2 separate regions of the Anas platyrhynchos genome follow, and region 2 is linked to region 1. Evidence: chromatin contacts called from public Hi-C data. All regions are on one chromosome and are shown on one strand. Each heading gives the region's core, a stretch centred on a gene start, on an enhancer-like site or on the middle of the called end of the contact. The rest is flanking DNA. Distances are from core to core; before and after follow the strand shown. Region 1 holds the start of LOC119718509 (carbonic anhydrase 15-like). Region 2 overlaps CLTCL1 (clathrin heavy chain like 1).

The links. A called contact is a pair of places that touch in the nucleus more often than the background predicts.
Region 2: a contact with region 1 is called in a Hi-C map of liver, with 2.0 times the contacts expected there. The contact joins the enhancer-like site here to the promoter of LOC119718509 in region 1. A contact is called at or near these places in 2 of 8 Hi-C or Micro-C datasets (liver and skeletal muscle).

Annotation. Positions count from the first base shown.
Region 1 is chr16:9,478,949-9,484,229 of IASCAAS_PekinDuck_T2T, reverse strand. It overlaps LOC119718509 (carbonic anhydrase 15-like), which reads left to right and starts at 2,673. Exons shown (of 8, transcript XM_038187315.2): 1 at 2,673-2,889; 2 at 4,200-4,235; 3 at 4,851-5,021; 4 at 5,122-5,281. The coding sequence starts at 2,823.
Region 2 is chr16:9,611,051-9,616,331 of IASCAAS_PekinDuck_T2T, reverse strand. It overlaps CLTCL1 (clathrin heavy chain like 1), which reads left to right. Exons shown (of 32, transcript XM_072024257.1): 3 at 1,598-1,866; 4 at 2,115-2,276; 5 at 3,066-3,179; 6 at 4,566-4,739; 7 at 5,129-5,281. Among named protein-coding and RNA genes, the nearest start is that of CLTCL1, 14 kb to the left of the region's middle. Within about 2 kb of position 2,976, at least 4 of the 8 cell types and tissues checked have an H3K27ac peak or open chromatin away from gene starts, as enhancers often do.

The sequences.
Region 1 (5,281 bases), core at 1,424-3,923:
TCCCCTGCCATCCCCTGAGCCCTGCAGCCCCCCCGGTGCCCGCGTGCCCCCATCCCTGTGGCAGCGCTCTGCGGCCTTCTGGCCTCCTCAGGGCTGGAAACAAAATCCCAGCCCCAAACTGGGCTCCATTCCTAGGGCTGTGTGGGGTCAAATCCCCTTTAGCTGGGGGAGGTGACCAAAGAACGGAGCTCCCACTCCCAGCAAGGCCCCAGGGAGCTGCTCTCGGGGCTGGGGAAGGAGCTGTGGCCCCTTAGCGCATGGTCCAGCCCTGGCCGAGGGGACGGTGATGTGGCTCCGGGCTGGGGCTGAGCTCATGGAAACGCTCGGTCACTGGGCTCGGTGCCTGCCGAGGGGTCTGCGGGATGCTCCGGGCTGTGCCCGAGCTCTGCTGGTGGCTCGGTGGCCGCAGGATGCGCTCATTGCTGAACACCGGCCAGCACACGGTGTCACTGCCGCCACCGTGCCACCGCTCGCCATCCCCTGCCCGCAGAGTTTTGGGGTGACAGGAGGCGAGGTGGCATTCGCTGCCGGTGCCACAGGCAGATGCAGCGCTTGGCCCCGGGGTGCCAGGCAGTGCAGGGGGGCGATGGGGCCACACGCAGCTGCTGCCCACACTGCCGCCTTTGTGCGGGCACCGGGTGCTGCTGCGCTCCCTGCCCCAGCTCTCTGGCCACGCCAGCTCACTGCCAACAGCAGAGCAAAGTCAGGAGCCACCGGGGTATTTATTCTGCTCGGGCTCCATCTCCCTGCTGCTCTCACACAACGCTCTGAGCACCCATCTCTGGGCTGCCTGACCCACGCAGCACCGCTCTGCCTGCTCCAGTCCTTGTCTTGCCGCTGTCCTGCTCACCCCACGTCCCCGGGCCGGGCTCAGCGCAGGATTCACCGCCGGGAGCTGCTCTTGGCACTGCCGCGTGTTGGTGCAACGCTCGCTGATGATGCCTGTGGCGGGGGTTCCCAGCAGGGTGGCACCGTGCCCACGTCTGATCGATGGCTGCAGCTTCAGAAACTATTTTTATTTTTCAGAGCCTTTTTTTTTTTTTTTCCTATAATGGCTCTCTCCCTTCATGCTGGTGCGCACGCATGCCAGCGGGAGCTCACCTCCTGCTGGCTCCTGCGCGGCAGGGAGATGGACGTGGTCTCTCCGTGAGGACAGCGCGGAGCTGCAGGGTTCAGCTGTGAGCCCCCCGCCACCATCGCAGCAGCAGCAGCAGGCTGGGAAGCACAGAGCAGCTCCGGGAAGGTTTGATCTGGTTCCTATAGAAACTGCAGGCTGCTCCAGCCTGGTGCAGCGGGAGGGCACTGGGACGGGTGGGAGCAGGTACGGCCTCTTCTTGTGGGGCCATCATGGGACAGGGGGCTCGTCCCTGCTGGGCATCTCCGCATGGTGCTCCTGGCCATGTGTCCTCTGTGGTAGCATCTCTGCTTCTGCCTGCCTTGCCAGAAATAAGCACCAGAGAAACTGTGCCCTGGCGAATGCCCCAGGGTGGGGAATAGCCCCAGGCCCATTGGCGGGGTGGGTGCATGGAGGGGAGGGAGTGCGCAGGGCGGCCACCCCCTGCTGCGGACACGGTGATGGCCAGGGGAAGAGGGACACTGGGTGACACTGGGTATGGTGGGGCAGTGGCTCTGCCTGGGGTGGGGGACAAGCATGCCCCAAAGAGCCCCATAGAGGTGAGCCCAGCCTTTGATGTCCCTGCAGCAAGTGGCAGAGCTGAGCTGCAGTGAGTCCCCGGCCAAGCCACCAGCAGGACACTTGTTTCTGCGGCCCTTGTGTCGGTGCCGAGGTTTATTTATCCTGGCAGCACCGCCGAGCTCTGAGCCAGGACGTGAGTACCTGCAAGAGATGAGGGATGAGCCCTGTGGCCTCCTTTTTCACTGCTGTCTGAAGAAAGCTGGGATATTTTAGGATAATGTGACAGCACCACAATCCTGCACGTTCACTCCCCTTCCTACCTACCCTCTGCAGGAGAATAACTCTTTCGTTGGGATGAGAGCTCCCCTGGGACGTGACCTCCCCCCCCATGGGGGCTCTGGGGGCACAGGCTGTGAGGTGCTGCCTCTACGGCCCCACTCAGGAAAGTGGCCACTTCCCAAACCAGCCCTGGCTGAGGTATCACAGGGGTGAGCTGGGTTTGGCCCGTGGGTTCCCACGGCCCTGCCTGGCCCCAGCTCCTACCGTGAGCCCCCTAGCAGGGGGGCAGCACCGCAGGCAGCTCCTGGTGGGTTCCAGAGCCATGCTGGGGGTAGAGGCTGTCACAAGCTCCTTTGCACAAGTGTGTGTGTGCATGCAAGGAGTGGGGAGAGGATGGGGCAGCCCCAACCCTCCCTGAATACCGATGGTCCTGCAGGAGCCTGTCTGTGGCCCTGCACAGGGCTGGGGGTGCAGTGGGGATGCTGCAAGCCCCCACTTTAGGGATGGAGAGCATCCCTAAGGGGATGGGATGCCTGTGACACCCCTGCCACCCTCTTGGCCCCCAGGAGGGCAGCAGGCCGGGCAGCTCAGTGCAGCCCCAGGGCTTTGGGAGGCTGCCGCTGCCCTGCTGCTCCTGGCTGCCCACGCGTGCCAGCCTGGGCAGGGGCCTGGCACTGCGCGCAGGGGCTGGCTGGGGGCCGGGCGCTCCCTGCTCCCTCCTAGCAGGCGAGGAGTTAAAAACTCAGCCCTTGTGATGAATATTTAACAGCAGTGCTCAGGCTGGAGCTGAGGATTTCTCCGGGGCTGGCAGCGCTGCATCCCGCCCCAGCCCTGCCGCCCGCCCGGGCGCACTGCGGAGGAGGACGGGGCATCACGGCGGGGTGGCCGGCACGGCCCTGCTGCTGGCATGGGGCCGCAGGGGCTGGGGATAACTTTTGTGACTTTGCCTCTTGTCATCCGAGCAGCCGCGGGAGGTGAGATGCGCTGCCTGCCCGCTGCGCTGCTGGTGCCTGGGGTGGCTGGAGGGACGGGCGTGGGGCGCGGGTGCCAGCGGTTTGTTCCCCTTCCACCTGTCAGGGAGTGGATACGGGTCCAGAAAGCTCGGGACTGGGGGACCTGGTCCTGCCCCATCCCTGCAGGATATCCCTGTCCCCGCTGTGCCACCGGGTTGGGGAGGTGTTGGCCCTGGCAGGAGGTGGCTGGGTGGGTGCTGATCGGGTCGGGTGGGCATTCAGGAACTCGGGATTTGGGATGCAACCCAGGGAATGTCACCGTGGGTGAAACCTCCAAGTAGCCTGGGGCTTCTGTGCTGGGCTAGGGCATGCGGGCACCCTGCTTTGGGATGACACCGGCAGCAGCAGGCGCTCATCTGGCTTCTGCCAGGGGATGCTTGTGGTGGGGCAAGGGCAGCATGCTGCGGCTCTGAGGGATCCCGAGGAGCTCAGCTCCCACTGCATGGGGAGGAAAGCCCCAAATCCCTGTCCTGGGGACAGTCCGAGTCTGGCACCATCCCGCTCCCAACCCTCTGAGGCTGCTGTGCAGCAGGGATGTGGACGCGGAGCCGCAGGCCGGGCTGTCAGCAGTACAGGTGGTGCAGGAAGGGCTCAGCGGGGGCTGCTTGCCTGGCCCATCCCCACGGGTGGCTGCGAAGGGCCGAGGCCGGGGGCTGCGCTGTGCCACTGCTCCCCCGGCACAGCATCCGCACCCTGCAGCCAGTCCCTCGGGGACGTGCGGTGCCGGGGGGGCTGTTCTGTCACGCAGGGATTTGGGGCCGGTGGGTGGGACTGTGATGGGAGCAGAGCCTGCAGCCCTGGGAGCTCCAGCTCCACGGTGTTCCCGCTTCCCTGCCGCACCGAAGCCCAGCGTGGAGCGAGTCCCCATGCCGCCTGCCTCCGAGCGCTGACAGCAGCGCTGGTGGGAGGGAAGCGGCTCTGGATGAGGATGCTCCAGGCGATGGGGCGAGCGTTGTCCCCGCGGCGTGGGTGCAGACCTGCCCACGGCCACCCCTGCGTGCTGCAGCCACCTCCTGCTGCCTGACCAGCCACGGGGGCACCGAGGGTGCTGCAGCCCCCTGTGACTGCCTCCCCCCTCGGGCTGGGGCTGCGGAGATGGGGCCCGGCCACCCCCAGGGGGTGACCCAAATCGCACAGAGCTGCCTGGGAAGGCAGAGAGGGGGTGAGCGTGCAGTAATGGTGGGGCTCAGGTGGCTGAGGGGGGTTTCTCTGCAACAAGAGGGGTTTTGGGGTGCCCCTGTGGCCCCCCTGACCCGTGCTCTCTCCCGCAGGGCAGTGGTGCTACGACTCGCAGGACCCCAAATGTGGTGAGTGGGGACAGCCCGGGCACAAGGGCACGGCTCTGTTTTGGTGCCCTCCCTGCCTTGAGAGGCACCTGCCCTCGGTACGCCTGGGGGCACATTGTTTGGAAGCACACAAATAGCTTGTAAAAGGTTAATTAAGGCTCAAGGAGCATTTAATCAGCTGTTACAGCCCAGCTGCTTTATAGCCCTCGGGTGCACGTGCACCATGCCCGGCCACCGCAGCAGGTCAGCCGTGTCCAGGAGTGCGAGCGGCCGGGCTCTGCTTGTTGCTGCCCCGCAGAGATTTGACTTCACAACAATTCAACCAAGGCGGGCAGCGGCCAGGGCTGGTTTTGGCTGAGGAGCGGGGCTGGCAGGGGGCAGCCAGGGCTGCACAAAGCCGGCCACATGTCCCGGCAGGGCTGCGGGGACTGCTCCTTAATGGTGGCAGCGGGTAATGGGGAACCTGCGGGGTGGGCAGCACGGGGGGGCTGCAGCTCCCAAGATTTCCAGCCAAAAACCTCCTCAGGGTAATGAGAGAAGGGATGGAGACTGCGGGGCCAGCTGGGGGCCTGGCCACCCTCATCCTTGTGTCCCCCTGGGGGTGGAGGTGGCTCACACGGCCGTGCCCCCCCGCAGGCCCCAGCCACTGGAAGGAGCTGAAGGCCACGTGCGGCGGCAGCAAGCAGTCCCCGGTGAACATCGACAGGCGCCGGCTGCAGAGGGACAGCGGCCTTGGGGACATCGTCTTCGAGGGCTACGACCAGGCCCCCCCGGGCAAGTGGAGGCTGGTGAACAACGGGCACACGGGTGGGTGCTCTGCCCCCGCGATGGGCTCAGCCCCCTGCTGGTGCTGCAGCTCTCCGGTGTCCCCGCGGGGCCAGCCCTGTCCCTATCCCGTCCCTTGCAGTGATGCTGAGCCTGGAGGGTGAGCCGGCCTCCGAGCACATCGCCATCAGCGGCGGGGGCCTCCCCGGCCGGTACCGCGCGCTGCAGCTCCACTTCCACTGGGGCAGCCCGGCCGGGAACGGCTCCGAGCACACCCTGGACGGGCACCAGCTCCCCATGGA
Region 2 (5,281 bases), core at 1,727-4,226, 130 kb before region 1:
TTGTTTTTAGGAAGATTAAGAGCAGTTTCTGTGTGCGCACACTGGTGTTCCTGTTTAGGTGGTGAACTAGAGCCCTCCCAGAACTACTTGTCTGCCTTCTGGACACCAGGCACTATTCCCACATCAGTCCTTCGATAACACCAGTCTACTGCTGGACAAAATGTCCAACATAGTAAATACATTATTTCCAACTACCAGTTTACAGCTGATGTTAGGCCTGGGTTTGTTGCATTTGTGTAATACAGTAACTGCAACTGCAGAGGTGGCAAGATGATCAGAAACAGGCTTCTTTCAGTCTCAGGAAAACTAGCAAGCTGTCCAAGGAACTAGCTGATCAGGATAACAGATATTTACGCTGTTAATACAGGGAACATAAATGCTGCATGTGGGAATTCTGAAGTGTCTTGCTTTGTCTCTTGGCACTGTTATACAGTAAATTGATTGTATTAGTTTGTTATGCTAAAGCCTTACAGAGCAGCCTGAGTTGCATGTTAACTTGGGTTTATTGTCTCTTGGAAATGATTCCACAGTGGCCAGCAGCCTTCATGTATCAAGACTTCCCAGTAGAAGCAACATCGACCAGTGTGACAATCAGAAGTGTTACTAGCAGGGAAAACACTTCAGAAATGTGGATAGAAATAAAGGCATTACAAGCCAATACTCTAGCAGTCTGAGTGGGTGTCTTGTGAACAGAAAACAATATTCCTAGAGCTGAATATGAATAGTCTTAGTTGCAGTCAAGCAAAATATTACTGACTTCCTGAAGGGGATGGAATCCCTTATTCTTTGACTAGTCAGCTCATTGGTTCAATTACATTATTTTTAATAGTCTACCCCTACTTGCTTTCTGGTGGTTCAAACAGATGCTAAAGTCAAGCTTAAACCTGCAATATAGTCACCCAAATCATGAAGCAGCACTCTTAACTGGAACTAAAGCTCCAAGCCTTTCTGTAAACTTTCTGACCTTTTTACTGACCTCTTCAATAGGCAGTTGTTGTACTACTGTTTTACATAGCCCATCCATTTCCAAGTTAAGTGCAGAGCCTGTTCTGCTCCAACAGAAGGACAGAGTGGAAGCTATGGTCCTTGGCTAGCTATTTCAAGAGCTGTTGCAAGTCTCTTGCTGTTGGATTCAGTTCAGGTGATCTACAGCAGCTACTGAATTGGCACAAACTGGAGCCTCTCTTTCTATTAATTATACTGAATGACATCAGCTAGACAGCTATAAGTTGATACACTAGTGCTGCTACATAAACTAGTTTACTCAAGCTCTGTCTTATATTGTTTTGTTGTTGTTGTTTTTTTAACTACACTTTATAGTAAGTGAAAATATCTATGCCTGTCAGTCATTGGTTGGAATGCCGTGTAAGTGTCCATAACAAGTTTTTTTGCATCAGGGCTGGAGGAGGTTGTGGGTTGGGAGGAGATTTTGTTTGGTACTAGTCAAGTATCAAAGGACACTCTGGTGTGACAGGACACTGACCCTGTCTGTAACATCACTGAAATAGTGGGCTGAAGGATGCTTGTAGGTAGGCAGACTACAGGATGGCTGTCGTAGTAATTGATCTATGATGTTTCTTGGGTTTTGTCATACTAGCTGGGAAAACACTACAGATCTTTAACATTGAGATGAAAAGTAAAATGAAAGCCCACACCATGGCGGAGGAGGTGATCTTCTGGAAATGGATATCTGTGAATACAGTTGCCTTGGTAACAGAGACAGCAGTCTACCACTGGAGCATGGAGGGAGAATCTCAACCCCAAAAGATGTTTGACAGGCATGCTAGTCTTGCGGGCTGCCAAATCATCAATTACAGAACTGATGAACACCAAAAATGGCTGTTGCTGATAGGAATTTCAGCACAGGTAAGTTACCTGTAAATATCACACTATGAAAATGATCAGGAGAGCCTTGGCCTTACTCAATAGCTGCCGTGGTTTCTTAAGTTTGGTTTCTTCAAAAATGCCCTTTGTGGAGGAATAACCTGACCTTTAATGTGATTAAAGCATTGGAAGAGGGGATGAGAGAGACACTTGTCTCTTTTTAGTTAACTGTCCTAGTGGTATTGCATTTGAAATCCTACCTCTAAAAGCTGACCTTTTTTCTCCCCCAGCAAAATCGTGTGGTTGGTGCAATGCAGCTGTACTCAGTTGATAGAAAAGTCTCCCAACCTATTGAGGGCCATGCAGCAGCTTTTGCAGAATTCAAAATAGAGGGAAATGCCAAACCTTCCACCCTCTTTTGTTTTGCTGTGAGGAGTCCTGCAGGGGGCAAGGTAAAGTTTGCAACAATTTGCTTGTTTTGGTATAGCAGAACTCAGTACCAGTAGAATTTAAGTGATCTCACAGTTCACTGTATGCTGTCTGAAGAACAGCTTGTGGACCTTGTATACAGCATATTTGGTCAGTATGAAAATATTTTATTTTAATGGGATAGAAACTGCTGAAAGTGTGAGTTGCTTTCATGAAACTTAAGCATAAGAACAAGCATAGATGCAGTAAGAACTGAGCCCAAGGTATTAGAGCATCAATTTATGCCCAAGTTATGCTTTGTGTATGAAGGGAAGTCATCAAGCAGCCACTTATGTCTAGAATCCAGTACAGAAGAGATTTGATAAGCCTTAGTGCTGTAGGTAGGTTGTTTGCATCTAGCTGGTAGTGGGTCTGAGCAGCAGCTGAATGTATTACAATTTCTGAGTGGTCTGTAAAGAGCATTACAAATTCTTATGCTTTCTAGTCTTTTACTGCACAAATTGTTGATAAATTGACAAGAAGTCTCACTCAAAGCTTCTTGAAATAGAAATACACCGTCTGCTTTCATAGAAAACATGTCCTTTAGCTTTTTATGATTTTTTGTTTTGTTTTGTATTATCAAGTTCTAGGGAACTTGTCCTTCGGATAAGTGTCTGGAACACAGCTGCCCAGATTATATTGCTTCAGGATTGGGCAGATATTTAGCAGCCAGCTGTAGCAGACGACTTCAGTAGCTTATCTGAATAGAGGAACTTCTTTAATGTGGTTGGTCTTGCAGGCAGTCTTGTGACATGTACTCCTTTACTTCCTAGCTTCACATAATTGAAGTGGGTCAGCCAGCTACTGGGAATCAGCCATTTGTTAAGAAAGCTGTTGATGTGTTTTTCCCACCTGAGGCACAGACAGACTTTCCTGTGGCAATGCAGGTAATTGACCAAAACAAAAACCAACTTTATAGCCTGGCATGTAGCTGGTGCCTGTCATAAATAATGTTTTCTATTGTGGCTTCACTGTTATTCCTCCTAACTCTGGAAGGACTGTTAATGGATTTATGGGAAGCAGACTGCACATTAAAACAGAAACTCACACACAAATACATAGGCTGTTCCAGTATTTGTCTGGACATGTCAACTTAAGGTTGTATTAAAAACAAAATACACACACACAAAACCAATAGTGTCTTCTGGTAGAATGTCTCTATTATCAGTCAACCTTCTTGTTGAACAGCTATCAAGTATGACTAGCTTCTGTCTTATTGACAGCAATCTAAAAGTAACAAGACACCAAGTATTGGACAGTCAGTCAAATAAGAAGTACTGTAACTCATGGGTTCTTGTCTATACTGATAATTCTTGTTAATAGCAGATAATTCTGCATTTTCAGGCTATTGAACTGTCTACTAATGATCAGAGTTCTAGATATGAGTGGTACAGCCCCTGATGTAACTGGGCATGAAAGTGGCATTTCATCTACAGTAGATGTCATAAGGCAAATCGAGTGGAGTTTCCTATATTAGCCTACCTCCTGTACTAGCAGCACAGAAAAGGTACCTTAGGACATTACTAGGAGGTTTTTTAGGGAAATAATATGACTAGTTGCTTTGAAAGACAAAACTTCACTTCGGGTGTCTACAGGACTACACATTTTACTTGAAAAACAAACTGTCTCAGAGCGTGCAACTGCTGAGCAGTCTAATAGACCAGCTCCATAAATAATCCAAGAGAAGCCATAATAAACTAAAGGAAACAAAGCAAGCTGTCTTCATGGGAGGACTCATGGATCTCATTAATAAAACTTTTGAAGACTTGGTCCAAAGTGAAAAATACTTCTAAATACCATCTTGGTTTAAAAGTCTCCTTGTTTTTGTGACTTGACAGCTAAACTGGAGTCCTCAGCAGCTGAGCTTGGTTTAGGTTCTGCTGGTGCTTTGGGTAGGCCTTGATGGAAAGGAGCGAAATTATCTTGCTAATATTTTTGAACAGAAACTTGTACTGACATATCTGACTAGAATGCTAGTTATGTCCAATCTTTATTCCTTATCCTGGCTCATTAGGATGAGGAGTAGTAAGTCCTTTGCTGCAGATGAATCTTAATTTCCCTTCAGCCTCAGTGTTCAGTGGAGCTCTGGCTCCAAATGGCAAGCAAAGCTATTCATTGCTTTGAGTCTGTAATGAAGAAGCCTGAAGCTATATTTGTTCCTAGCATCAGTGCAAAGGCACGTCACTGCAATACTGTCTTGTAACTAGGCTAAAGGCAGCTGTCTTAACTGTTGTGATCTTACTCTTAACTAATGAAAACTCATCTTTTGGCAGATTGGAATTAAGCATGGCGTTATCTACCTGATCACGAAGTATGGTTATATTCACATGTATGACTTGGAGTCTGGAGTTTGCATCTACATGAACCGTATTAGTGCTGACACTATTTTTGTCACAGCTTCTCATGAACCTACCTCAGGCATTATTGGTGTCAACAAAAAAGGACAGGTAACAAATCCATCAATCTGTTTTTGAGTCTTCTAAAGCTCAGATGCATAACAAACCTAATGAGTAATTTGATGCAACAAACATCATGGAAGGGATCAAGTTACTACTTGATTTCAATCGTGTCTTAACCTCTCCTAGCACAGGGTGCTTGAGAGGGAGAAACTTGTTTGTGGGTTTTGATTTTATACACACACACACACACATATATACATATACATATATATATATATATATATATATATATATATATATATACATACACACACATATAGTTATTTTTTAATAACATACCACTTCACTGATAGTCTGCATAGCCATTTGGTTGCTGTATTTTGTGGTAGTTGTGGAAAGGAACAGTAGTTCTCAATTATGCCTTTTGTCCTTTCCAGGTGCTTTCTGTATGTGTTGAGGAAGACAACATAGTGAACTACGCTACAAACGTTCTCCAGAATCCTGATCTGGGTCTGCGCATGGCTATACGTAGTAATCTAGCTGGCGCAGAGGAATTATTTGCCAGAAAGTTCAACACATTGTTTGCTCAA